Linked DNA regions of Canis lupus: region 2 is linked to region 1. A link is a contact called in public Hi-C data. All regions are on one chromosome and are shown on one strand. The core of a region is the stretch at or near the end of the contact, and the rest is flanking DNA. Distances in the headings are between cores, read along the strand shown.

Evidence for each region. A called contact is a pair of places that touch in the nucleus more often than the background predicts.
Region 2: a Hi-C map of blood shows a contact between it and region 1, with 5 times the contacts expected there. The contact joins the promoter of LOC484590 here to the enhancer-like site in region 1. A contact is called at or near these places in 3 of 9 Hi-C or Micro-C datasets (amygdala and blood).

Annotation. Positions count from the first base shown.
Region 1 is chr1:118,452,522-118,458,662 of UU_Cfam_GSD_1.0, forward strand. No RefSeq gene overlaps it. Among named protein-coding and RNA genes, the nearest start is that of ZNF792, 32 kb to the left of the region's middle. Within about 2 kb of position 3,935, at least 17 of the 20 cell types and tissues checked have an H3K27ac peak or open chromatin away from gene starts, as enhancers often do. A contact at or near this core is called in blood, where this site is marked.
Region 2 is chr1:118,573,471-118,580,472 of UU_Cfam_GSD_1.0, forward strand. LOC484590 (zinc finger protein 181) reads right to left here and starts at 3,334. Exons shown (of 5, transcript XM_038529394.1): 1 at 3,210-3,334; 2 at 2,385-2,527. The coding sequence starts at 2,393. It overlaps LOC119875931, which reads left to right and starts at 2,487. Exons shown (of 4, transcript XM_038525565.1): 1 at 2,487-2,612; 2 at 2,688-3,731. The coding sequence starts at 2,487.

The sequences.
Region 1 (6,141 bases), core at 2,685-5,184:
CTGTGTCTCTGCCTCTTTCTCTCTCTCTCTCTATCATAAATAAAAATAAATAAATAAATAAATCTTTAAAAAAAAAAGCATCATTAGGGAAAAGCAGTACTTGGACATCTTTAGTTGTAGCTTATCAATATAATTAGATCTAGTCTAACCAAGACTCTTTTCTGAAAGACATAATTCAGGTTAAGTGGCCACCGCAGACTGAATGAGAATATGAATACAAAGTTGAGAGAACAGGGATCCCTGGGTGGTGCAGCGGTTTGGCGCCTGCCTTTGGCCCAGGGCGCGATCCTGGAGACCCGGGATCGAATCCCACGTCGGGCTCCCGGTGCATGGAGCCTGCTTCTCCCTCTGCCTGTGTCTCTGCCTCATTCTCTCTCTCTCTCTGTGACTATCACAAATAAATAAAAATTAAAAAAAAAAAAAAAAAAAGTTGAGAGAACAGCCTTGGGTACACAAGGAATACTCCATAAATGTGGCCAAATACCTCTTCTCCTTCACTAACTAATATATATACCCGTCCTTGCAAAATATCTTACAAAACCATACAATAGCAAGTGAGATTCATATATAATTTTTTAAAATATTTTATCTATTTATTCATGAGAGAGAGAGAGAGAGAGGGAGAGGCAGAGACACAGGCAGAGGGAGAGAGGGAGAAGCAGGCTCCATACAGGGAGCCTGATGCGGGACTCGATTCCGGGTCTCCAAGATCAGGCCCTGGACTGAAGGTAGCACTAAACCGCTGAGCCACCGGGGCTGCCGAATATTCATATATAATTTAATATTTTCCTGAATACCACCATCCATAACTGTGTACGTAGTTTAAAACTACTTCATACATTTTTTTTCTTGTGACTGATCTTTTATAAACATATTTTGGTTAGTTGCATAATATTCCATCACATGAATGTAGACTGAGGTACTTAACCTTTATACAATATTGAACTCTAATTTTGTGCAAGATCATTCCCAACTATTAAAGTCTTGCTTGCACACTAACGGTTTTAAATATTTTTATTATATATACCACCTTTGTTAACTGAATAAGTCACGATGTTTCTCTACAGAAAAATACACATAAAAACTATAACTCTGTATGCAATTATAAGTGGTTTGTGGTCACTTGGAAGCCCTAGTTAGTCTTCAGTTTAATAATTTGTTTAAAAAAAAAAAGAATTTGTTTTTAACAACTTAAGTTTATTTCTATTGCTACTGAACTCTAAAAGGAATGACCCAGCATCACCAAATGAACAGTTAATACTTCCTGAGCACTCATTATGTTCAGACCTGGTTTTAAGAGACATTACATACACTAATACTTCTTATCCTTATTTTATCCCTATGAAGCAAAAACTATTGCTACCCCCATTTAAAAAATTAGAAAAAGGAGTGTGCAGAGTAAGGAAATAGTCAACAAAACCAAAAGGCAACCTACAGAATAGGAGAAGATATTTGCAAATGACACATCAGATAGGGGCTTGTATCGAAAAATCTATAAAGAACTACTCAAACTCCACACCAAAAGAACAAATAATCCAGTCAAGTAGTGGGCAGAAGACATGAACAGGCATTTCTCCAAAGAAGACCTACACAAGGCCAACAGACTCATGAAAAAAATGTTCATCACTTGACATCTGGGAAATACAAATCAAAACCACAATGAGATACCACCTCACACCAGTCAGAACTGCTAAAATCAACAAGTCAGAAAACAGATGCTGGTGAGGATGCAGAGAAAGGAACCCTCGTTCCACGCATGGGAATGCAAGCTGGTGCAGCCACTCTGGAAAACAGTATAGAGGCTCTTCAAAAAGTTGAAAATAGAGCTACCCCTACCACCAAGCAATTGTACTACTAGGTATTTACTCCCAAAGACACAAATGTAGTGATCCAAAGGGGCACCTGCACCCCATGCTTATAGCAGAAATGTCCACATAACTAAATTATGGAAAGAGCTCAGAAGTCCATTGGCAGATGAATGGTTAAAGAAGATATATATACACAATGGACTACTACTCAGCCAAAAAATATGAAATCTTGCCATTTGCAACAATGTGGATGGACTAGAGGGTATTATACTATATGAAACAAATCAATCAGAGAAAAACTATTATCATATGATCTCACTCATATGTGGAATTTAAGAAACAGGATCATGGGGGAAGAGGAAAAAATAAAATAAGACAAAATCAGAGAGGGAGACAAACTATAAGAGACTCTTAATCACAGGAAACAAACGGAGTGCCACTGGTGGGGAGGCGGATGGGGGGACAAGGTAATTGGCTGATGAACATTAAAGGAAGGCATGGGATGTAATGAGCACTGGGTGTCATGTAAGACTAATGAATCACTGACCTCTGCCTCTGAAACCAATAGTACATTATATGTTAATTGAATTTAACTAAAATTTAAAATAAAATTAAAAAGGGAATGTGCAGAGTATGCAGATTGTAAACATTTAGTAGTGGCAAAGCCCGAATTGAAAGCCAGATATTTAAGACTCAGAACTCCTATTCTTCAACAGCAGTGTGGTAATACTGCCCCTCACTGTTCAACGACATGTGTAAACAAACTCTGCTGTCAAATCTGAAACAAGGGCTAACAAATAACATGAAATTTAAAAATTAAAATAGAGGTCAGCCCTGGTGGCGCAGCGGTTTAGCGCCACCTGCAGCCCAGGTTGTGATTCTAGAGACCCGGGATAGAGTCCCACGTCGGGCTTCCTGCGTGGAGCCTGCTTCTCCCTCTGCCTGTGTCTCTGCCTCTCTCTCGCTCTCTCTGAATGAATAAATAAATAAATCATAAATGAATAAATAAATATATATATATATATTAAAAATTAAAATAGAAAAATTGAGTACAGGACACAGACCTATCGACATGTTCAAACCTACAGTCTCGTTCCCACTTCTAAAAGCTTCCCGTAGAAGACGACTGTTATATGCCACCGAAATTATTACGCCAATGCCTATCCTGCTAAACCTGACAATGAAGCCTCAGGAGAAGGTGAATTATCTAGTATAGTAGCATCCAGTACGCCAACCCAGTATCAACGCTCATCTTTTTACTCCATCAAAGGCTAAAATACAGCCCCAAGAACAAACATCAGGAGTTGTGTTCCCACAACACATTATCGAAATTCTTAGAAAAGGGATCACAGAATAAGATTTAAATGATTTGTAATCAGCAGTGAGAAATAACAACTAAAACGGTAATGAGAATACTGGGTAGAAAAGGGGGGGTGATGAGAGGGACTCCATCTGTAAGGACCCCATCATTCCCTGGAAAGAAGATGCAGAGTAGGTCACAGTTGCGTGGAGTACTCTGTGCAAAGGAAAACACACGTCCTCCTGAAACAATTCAGTGAACGAAAAGGAAACACCAAGACCCGCCTAAATCTTAACTTTTAGATATGCAACTTTTAGATATTTCTCGTCTTCTGGGTTTTTCTTTTGGAGACCACCACAATCGGAGAGGAGACCTGTGCGGCGACAGCTGTCCTTTGTGTTTTGGGGTTCGGAGTGACTCAGAAAACCACGCTGCAGGGCTCAGCGCCGCCTTCGGCCCGGGGCGTGATCCTGGGGTCCCGGGATCGAGTCCCACGTCGGGCTCCCTGCGTGGAGCCTGCTTCTCCCTCTGCCTGTGTCTCAGCCTCTCTGGGTGTGTCTCTCATGAGTAAATAAATAAAATATTTAAAAAAAAGAAAACACCGTGCAGGCCAGATCCACCGCGACCGCAGCCCCCACGCAGAGGGAAGGGAGAGCAAGGCGGGTGTCTGCGGTCCGCGCTCTGGGGCGGCCGCGCTTCCCAAAGTTGTGAAGGGCGCCCCACCCCCACCCCGAGGTTCCCCACCGGGGTGCGCTCTCGCGGGAAGGTCACGCCGGGGCTGTCCCAGCCTGTCCTCTCGCGAGCTTCTCTGGGAGGAACTCGAGGCTCTAAAGGCCCGTCCCCAGGTCAGTTCCCGGCCTTCCCGCTCGGAAGCTCCCGTTCAAAGGCTCCACTCCCGACCTCCTCCCCCCGGGACCGTCAGTCTCGGGCAGGCCGGCTGGCTGCGCGGGGAAAGGCGCAGGACCGCGCAGGAGCTCGCAGAGGCAGTCGGCCACCCGCGTCGCCCCCGCAGCCCCCTCGCCCGGGCCGCACCATCACCGCCCCGCATCCCCGCTGCGCCCGCGCACGCGCGCGTCCCCGCCCACGCCCCGCACTCACTGCCTTCCTCCGCCGGAGCCCGCGCCGCCCCGTGGGCGGGCCTGAGGCCGCAGAGTTCTCCCCTGGAGGCTGACGGGGGACCGACTCCTCCGGCTTCCAGGTCCGCAGCCGCGCACAATCACGAGAAACAGGCTGGGAAAGGCAGAGGTCCCCGTTGCCCCGGTGGCCTTTGGGAAATGTAGTCCCAAGGCTGAGTCGGCCTCGTCGCAGTTTCCTGTGGGAAATGTAGTCTAGGGCTGTAAAACCGTAGAACCTACGCGGCCCACCGACCGCCCCTTCCGCGCCCGGAGACTTCTGGGAGTTCCCGTCGGGCCTGGGATTACGCAGGCGCAGGCGTGGCTGAAGGGACGCCCCGACCCGCTTCCGCCCGCTTTAGGGCTGGGCGAGTGTGATGGGGCGCGAGGCGAGTGAGTACCTGACCCTACCGGGCGAGGCGGGCTTGGGGGCCTCTGAAGCCCCAGAACAGGGAGCCAACCCGGGGGGCACTGACCGAAGCAGCCGTCCCCAGGCCACAGTAGTGACATTTCTCGGTTGTGTTACTACTTTCACATAAAAATAGGGGGAAATAGGTATTTGGAAGTATTTCTGTAGGGTTTCGTTTTCTATTACAGAAATGTCATTAGGTAGAGCTAATAGTGGCAACTAATAATAGGAAGACAAACACGTTTGAGGAAAATGTTTCCATCCTCTGACACGGCAGCTTCTTACGAGATGTTTAAATTGTGTACGTTCAAAAAATAAAAAAATATAAAATAAAATAAATTGTGTACGTTCTATTACTGTGTGTTAAGATACGTGAACGCAAGAACCTTAAAAAGGAGAATGTAAGTACTGAAGGACTAATTAAACATACATATATTTTTTTTAGTTAAAATATTTTTACAAAAAGAGAAAGAAAACTGATAGTTATACTGACTTACAATTGTTCTGTTTCCTTTTTTTAAAAAGTGACATGAAACACAAGTAAAAATATAAACATATATTTTAAAGAAATGTTTCTGTGTCATACATCAGGATATTTCTACTCTTTCTTCTTCCTCTTCCAATAATTCTTGTCTGAACGATCTGTAGGCTTTGTGACATTCCTATCTTATCTTTTTTTATTTCTTTTTTTTCTTTTTTAACGTAGTGGTGAACCTGAATACAGTCAAAATTCACTTCGACTTGCAGATCTGGTCATTTTTTAAGATTTATTTATTTAGGGGCAGCTGAGTGGGTCAATGGTTGAGTATCTGCCTTCCGCCTGGGGTGTGATCCTGGAGTCCTGGGATCGAGTCCCGTGTCCAGCTTCTTGCATGGAGCCTGCTTCTCCCTGTACCTGTCTCTGTGTATGTGTGTGTGTGTGTGTGTGTGTGTGTGTGTGTCTCATGAATAAAGAAATAAAATCTTTTTTTAAAAAAAGTCAGATCTGCTCTTCTCTCTCTTAAAAAAAAAGATTTATTTCGTTTAAGTATTTTATTTATTTATTTATTTATTTATTTATTTATTTATTTATTTATTCATTCATGATAGAGAGAGAGAGGCAGAGACACAGGCAGAGGGAGAAGCAGCCTCCATGCGGGGAGCCTGACGTGGGACTTGATCCCGGGTCTCCAGCATCATGCCCTGGGCCAAAGGCAGGCGCTAAACCGCTGAGCCACCCAGGGATCCCCGATTTATTTATTTTTTTGAGAGAGAGAATGAGCGGGGAAGGGGTAGAGGGAGAGGAAAAGAATCTCAAGCCGACTCCCCTTTAAGCCCATTGCTGAACTGGATCTCACTACCCTGAGATCATGACCTGAGCTGAAATCAAGAATTGGACGCTTAACTGACTGAGCCCCCCAGGTACCCTTACATCTGCCATTTTTAAACACTTTGAAACACATTGGATGTCATCATAAGTTATACCTTTTTCTCAGGGAAAATGGCATTAAATCACAGAGGCAATATCAACTT
Region 2 (7,002 bases), core at 2,084-4,583, 120 kb after region 1:
GTTAGTAGCATTCTTAGCCTCTACCCATTAGACACTAGTAGCCAATTCCGCCCTCCCCCTGCCCAGGGTGTGACAACCAAAAATGTCTCCAGACATTATCAAATGTCCCCTATGGATAGGGCTAAGAGGGACAAAATCACCCCTGTTTGAGAACCACCCCTTTAGAAAATGTTTCCAGTTCCCTAAAAGATTCTCTTTTTTTTCTTACTCTACCTATACGTAAGGTGTTCCTTCAGAGTTTAGTGTAACTTCACTTCTATCTCTGCCTCCCTGGTTCCATGGGCCACCAAAACCAGTTCCAGCCTTGCTTCCCCAGGGATGTGTCAACTCTTTCTTCCCCTTCAATGCGTGGGCAACCTGGGATGTTCATTCATCTTTGTCCCCAGAAGAATTTAGGATATTTGCCCCAGCACTTATCTTAATTTCTTATGCTTTCTTACTTTTCTACCAGCCCTGTACTGCTCAATAAAGTCACTCAGTAGCCACATTTGGCTATATAAGTTTAAATCAATAAAAATTTTAAAAGATTTAAAATTCAGTTCCTGGGTCACTTTAGTCATGGTTCAAGGACTCAAATCATATGGAGCTGGTGGCTACCATACTGGACAGCACACATAAAGAACACCTCCACCACTATAGAAAGATCTCTCAGTATTGCCCTACATCATAAAGTCCTACACGTCAGTGTACACTCAAACCCATGTATGATTCTTCCTAACAGGTACTTCATAAGGGTCTACAAAATGAATCAAGGGCATTTGGATAGCTCAGTCGGTTAAGCATCCAACTCCTGATTTTGGCTCAGGTCATGATTTCAGAGTCCTGGGATAGAGACCTGCTCAGGCTCCACACTCAGTGAGGAGGCTCCTTGAGATTCTCTCTCTTCCTCTCCCTTCCTCTCCTTCTGCCCCTTGCTGCCCCACTCTCACTCATGCTCTTTCTCTCTCTAAATTAAATAAATATATCTTTTAAAAAAATGAATCAATGAATGATTTTGGGAACTAGTTCACTTTAGTTTTTACTTAAAAAAAAAAAGTTTTTCAATTCTAGTTATGTAATATTCCCAGGAAACCAGACTCTGCCCAACATGCACATATGCCACTAGTGCCTTCTGTGCATGCTTCACCTTCCACCCCATGATTCTACCCACCATTTCTTCAAAGCTTATTCAGTCAACAACTATTTACTAAGCATCTGTTTTGTACCAGATACCACTCTGGGTACTGAAAACAGTCAACAAAAAAGAAAAAAAAAAATCCCTCCCAGAAGGAAAACATGAACAATGACAACTCTGTTTATTAAACAGAGTGTATTATCTAGTGAGTGATAATCACTGCGGAAAACAACAAAGTAGTGAGGAAGAGAAGGGATTGTTAGAAAAAGTTGACTGCAGGGAAGCTTTACTGAGAAAGTAACCACAGAGCAAAGATGTGAAGGAGGAAAGAATGCAAGCTTGTACCGATCTGGGGGAAGACTGTTCCAAGCAGAGGGTACAGCAATTTCCAAGGCCTGGTAGCAGTAGCCAGTGGCTAGAGCTCACAGGGAACAAGGGGACATGGAAGATGAGATCAGAGAGGTAAAATCCTAATTGCACAAAGCTTAAGTCACTGTAGAACTCTAACGTCTGAGTTAGAGCAAAGGAAGAATTTTATTTTATTTATTTTTTTAAAGATTTTATTTATTTATTTATTTATTCATGAGAGACACAGAGAGAGAGACAGGGGCAGAGACACAAGCAGAGGGAGAAGCAAGCAGGCTCCATGCAGGGAGCCCGATGTGGGACTCGATTCCAGGTCTCCAGGATCAGGCCCTGGGCTGAAGGCGGTGCTAAACCGCTGAGCCACCTGGGCTGCCCAAAGGAAGAATTTTAAGCTGAGGAACGACAGGATGGTGACAGTGGTGGTGGCTGTGACGGTGTAACCGTTGGTCGGATTCTGTGTATATCCTGTATGTTAGATCCAACTAGAGTGTCTGAATGTAAGTCATAAGAGAAAGGAAAGAATCGAAGAGGACTCCAAATAGCTCGTGACTTGAACAACTGAAAGGATTGATCTACCACTGACTGAGACCACAAAATGCCGCTTTGACAACCAGAAAGCAAATAACCCAAAATTCCAAACCTGAATTTTTGAATTGTAATAAAAACAACAATTTTGCTCAAACTTCTACAGAGACTTGGAGCAGAAAAATGGTAGAAGACAGGAGCAATGAGAGGAGACAGCACTTTGGAGCTCTTCTGGGGGCTGCATTCTTTGCTACAGTGAGAGGAATCATCCATTCGGTCCCTAAACGCATAGGAACCAGCAAGAGACGCAAAGCAAACATTCAAGAGTCCTGCTAAGGTGTTTCGGGAAGATCCGGGGGGGGGGACACCGACGACTTACCTGGAACATGACTTGTCAACACAGTCCTCCTTCCCAGGCTCTTGTCTTAAAGAAGAGTAGTGTCCTGAGAAGGCAGATCAAGAACACACACAAAAAGGAGCCATGAAAAGAAATGAGGCTTATCCTGCAGCGCTGGGACACATCTGCAAGGAAAAGCACACCGGGAATCACCTGCTAGGGCTGCATTCTCCCCCGGAACCAGCACATTCACCGCCGCACGTTCACCAGGTGCCAGCGGCGTGTGAAACCGACTACGACATTCTTTTTTTCTTTTCTTTTTTTTTTTTTTTTTTTTTGAGACAGACTCACAAAACAGCAGTAATAACGTTACGAGCTCGTCCGGTCTTCGCAACTACGCATGGCAGACATTCACAGACGCCGCGTTCCTTTCCTAAACGATGGGAACACACACTCGGCCAGTCTGTGGAAGGCTGCACCAAGGCAAGAGCGTCGCGCTCGAGACTGGATCGCCCAAGAACCACCGCGGACCGGGTTCTCTTTGGGTGCGCACGCCGCAAAGCGACACCCCTTTTACCGGGCGGACGGGCCCAGGGAGCCAAGGCCCTGCCGGGACCCACACTTGCCTCAGTCCCCGGCGGGCCCTCCCTGGCCCTGAAGCCCGGGCCCCGGGGATCCCGAGCCCGCCCCTCCGCGTACTTGACACGCGAGACCGCGGAGAGAGAGACCGCGCCCGCCGCCGTCGGGAGGACGGCGCTACCCGGGGGGAATTCCGCCGCCTGCCTGAGATTACCGCGAGGCGGACGGAGGTCGGAGCCCGCACCGGAGCGACATTTCCCAGCTCCCTCCGTCTCCGCGACCAGTTACCTGCGCCTCGCACGTCGCCCCGTAAAACCACACTTCCCAGAAGGCTGCGCGTTCGCGCGCGCTTTGGGCGACGGGAGAGGAAGGCGCATGCGCCTTCACGAGGACGCGCACGCCGAGCGTCAAGAGGACGGCAGGGCCGGCCTACGCTTGCTTCTTAGGTACAGGGGCGCCCAGGGCACGAAACTACACTTCCCAGAAAGTGATGCGGCCGCGAAGACCTTCCGGGTCGCGGGTCAGCTGGCGCGTACGCCCTCCTGCGGGGCCGTGGGCCGTCCCCGGGTGGGCGTGCTCCAGCCGAAGGTCTCGGTGCTGCGCCCTGGGCCGCTCCTCGGCAGCTCTTGGGGGCCTTGGGCGTTTGACGCCCGCCTGCCCGGGACTGTGGTCCCTAAAACGCCCTGTGTCCTGGCTGTCATGGCAACAGTTGTCAGCGGACAAACGACACTCCCTGGACATTCGTGCGGCCGCGTCACGGCTGTTGACTGCCGCCGTCTGGTGTACAGGTCTCAGCAGTGGCGGCCTCAGGTAAGTGCTTTAAGGGAAAAGGCTTTACCTGCCCCCGTAACCCGCGGGGCCTGCCCCACTTCGGTCCCCAGAAGCGCGTCCTCGCGCCCCTCCCCCAAGCCCCACCCAGACGCGCCCTGGACGTACTTGGACGGAGACCAAAGCGGCCTGCTGCAGGTGTATATTGGGGTTGTCTCCTTTACTTTTTTTTTTTATTTAATTTTACATATAATTAATCATTTCATTTTAATTTTGCTTATTTTGGAATTATACTATGTGAATTTTCTTGTATATGTCAAGTGCTTAGGTGCGTTAAGATCCACTAGACAGTGCTTCCACCTTGGCAAATCTCTCGCGGCCGTGGTATTGAACTCCTGGAGCAAGAGTAGTCTGCAAATGCAAAGCGTATTCCCATCCACGCCTTCATTGTGCAATGACAAATTGTTGTCGAAAATTGTGCCAATTTGCCCTCGTACCATAGTTTATAGTTGTTGTTTTTTAAGATTTTATTTATTTATTCATGAGAGACACAGAGAGAAAGAGGCAGAGACACAGGCAGAGGGAGAAGCAGGCTCCATGCAGGGAGTCCGACCTGGGACTCGATCCTGGGACTCCGGGGTCACGCCCTGGGCTGAAGGCAGGCGCTCAACCGCTGAGCCACCCGGGATGCCGAGTTCATAGTTATTTTGGTTGCCAGTTATTACTTGATTTTGTGATATTTTCAAATTTTGCCAATCTGCTAAATGTGAAATCGTGGCTCAGTGTGGCTTAAATTTGCAGTTCTTTTGTGGTTAAATAAGATTGAGAATCTTTCCATGTGTCTTTTGGCTTTGATAATTCCTTCTCTGAGAATTGCATATCTTTTGGTCACTGTTCTTTTAGAGCAAAGGCCTTTTTGATGTTAAAATGCAAGCTATAAGAAAAATGCAAGATTTTAAAGGAGTGTAGAGACTAGGACATTAGGGCAGCCCCGGTGGCTCAGTGGTATTTTTCATTTATTTCTGTTCTAATCTTTATTATTTCTTTCCTTCTACTGGCTTTGGGCCTTGCTTGTTCTTTTTCTAGTTCTACTTTAGATGTAAGATTAGATTATTTGAGATTTTTCTTGTGTCTTGAGATATGCCTATATTATTTAATCTTCTCTCTTAGAACAACTTTTGCTGTGTCCCAAAGATTTGAGACTATTGTGTTTTTGTTTTCATTTGTCTCCATGTATTTTTTAATTTCCTCTTTGATTTTTTGATCGACTCATTCATTGTTTAGTAGCATGTTACTTAACCTCCAGGTACATACCAAAAATTCCAGGGGGGTTTTTTATGGTTGATTACTAGTTTCATACTTTTGTGGTCAGAAAAGATGTATGATATGATTTCAGTCCTTTTGAATGTACTGAGACTTATTTTGTGGCCTAACGTGTGATCTGTTTTGGAGAATGTTCCATGGGACTTGTAAAGATCATATATTCCACTGTTTTTTGGATGGAATGTTCTGAATATATTTGTTTAGGTCCATCCAGTCCAATATGTCATTCAAAGTAAGTGTGGTAGTAAAGTCCCCTACTTTTATTCCTTTTTTTTTTTTTTTTTTTTTTTTAAGATTTTGTTTGTTTATTCATGAGAGAGAGAGAGGCAGGCTCCATGCAGGGAGCCGGATGCGGGACTCAATCCTGGGACTCCAGGATCACACCCTGGGCCAATGGCAGATTCTTGACGGCTGAGCCACCCAGGCATCCTATTATCAATTTATTCCTTTACGTCTGTTAGTAGTTGCATTATGTACTTCAGTGGTCTTATGTTGGGTGTGTAAATATTTACAATTGTTATATCTTCTTGTTGGATTGTTCCCTTTATCAATACGTAGCATGTCCTTCTTCATCTCTTGATACAGCCTTTGTTTTAAAGTCTATTTTATCTGATAGAAATATTGCTACTCCTGCTTTCTTTTTGCTTCCATTTACATGGTCAGTGTTTTTCCATCCCTTTCAATCTGCATTTGTCTTTAGGACTGAAGTGAGTCACCTATAGACAGCATATAAATGAGTCTTGCTTTTTTTATCCATTCAGTTACCCAGTGTCTTTTGATTGGAACATTTAATCCATGTACATTCAGAGTAATTATTGAATGGTATTACTTATTGGCATTTTGTTACTTGTTTTAGGGTTGTTTTTGTAATTCTGTGTTCCTTATTTCTTCTCTTGCTCTCTTCCCTTGTGGTTTGATGGCTTTCTTTAAGATATTCTGGGATTCCTTTCTCTTTATTTTTTACATATCTATTATAGGTTTTTGATTTGTAGTTTTAGGTTTGCATATAACATCCTATGCACATAACGGTATATATTAGACTGATGATCGCTTAAATTTGAACCCATTCTAAGAACACTAGATTTTTACCCACCCTCCCGCAACATTTTCTGTATATGATAACATACGTTACATGTTTTATTTTGTGAATCCCTTAACTGATTTTTATAGATATAATTGACTTTACTGCTTTTGTACTTAACCTTCATACTGGTTTTATAAGTGGTTTTTACAATTTTTTAAAAAGATTTTATTTAACTTATTCATGAGAGATACAGCCTAGGCAGAGACCTAGGCTGAGGAAGAAGCAGGCTCCCTGCAGGGAGCCCCATGTGGGACTCAATCCCAGGGCCCTGGGATCACACCCTGATCCAAAGGCAGATGCTCAACCACTGAGCCACCCAGGCATCTCTTATTAGTGGTTTATAAGTGGTTTTATCTTCTAGTTTTATTATGTTTGTACATATGTGTAAATTTTTTCCTTTCATAATTTTTTATACTCCTGATTATGGCCTCTCCTTTCTATTCAAAGAATTCCCTTTAACATTTCTATTAAAGCTGGCTTGTGGTTTGTCTGGGAACTCTTTATATGTCTTTCTAGTTTGAACAATAGTCTTTTGGTTTCAGACTTTTTCCTTTCAGCACTTTGAATATATCATGCACTCTCTTCTGGCCTGCAACATTTCTGCTGAAAAACCAGCCAGTAACTTCATGGGGTTTCCCTTTCTCTACCTCTTTTTTTTTTTTTTTTTTTTTTTTAAGATTTTATTTATTTATTCATAGAGATACAGAGAAAGAGAGGCAGAGACACAGGCAAAGGGAGAAGCAGGCTCCATTCAGGGAGCCTGATGTGGGATTTGATCCCAGAACTCCAGGATCACACCCTGGGCCTAAGGCAAGTACTGAACCGCTGAACCACCTAAGCGTCCCTTCAGGGTGTCTTCTATGCGTTGCACACACTCTAATGTGGTTGAGCCACATTTGCCTTCAG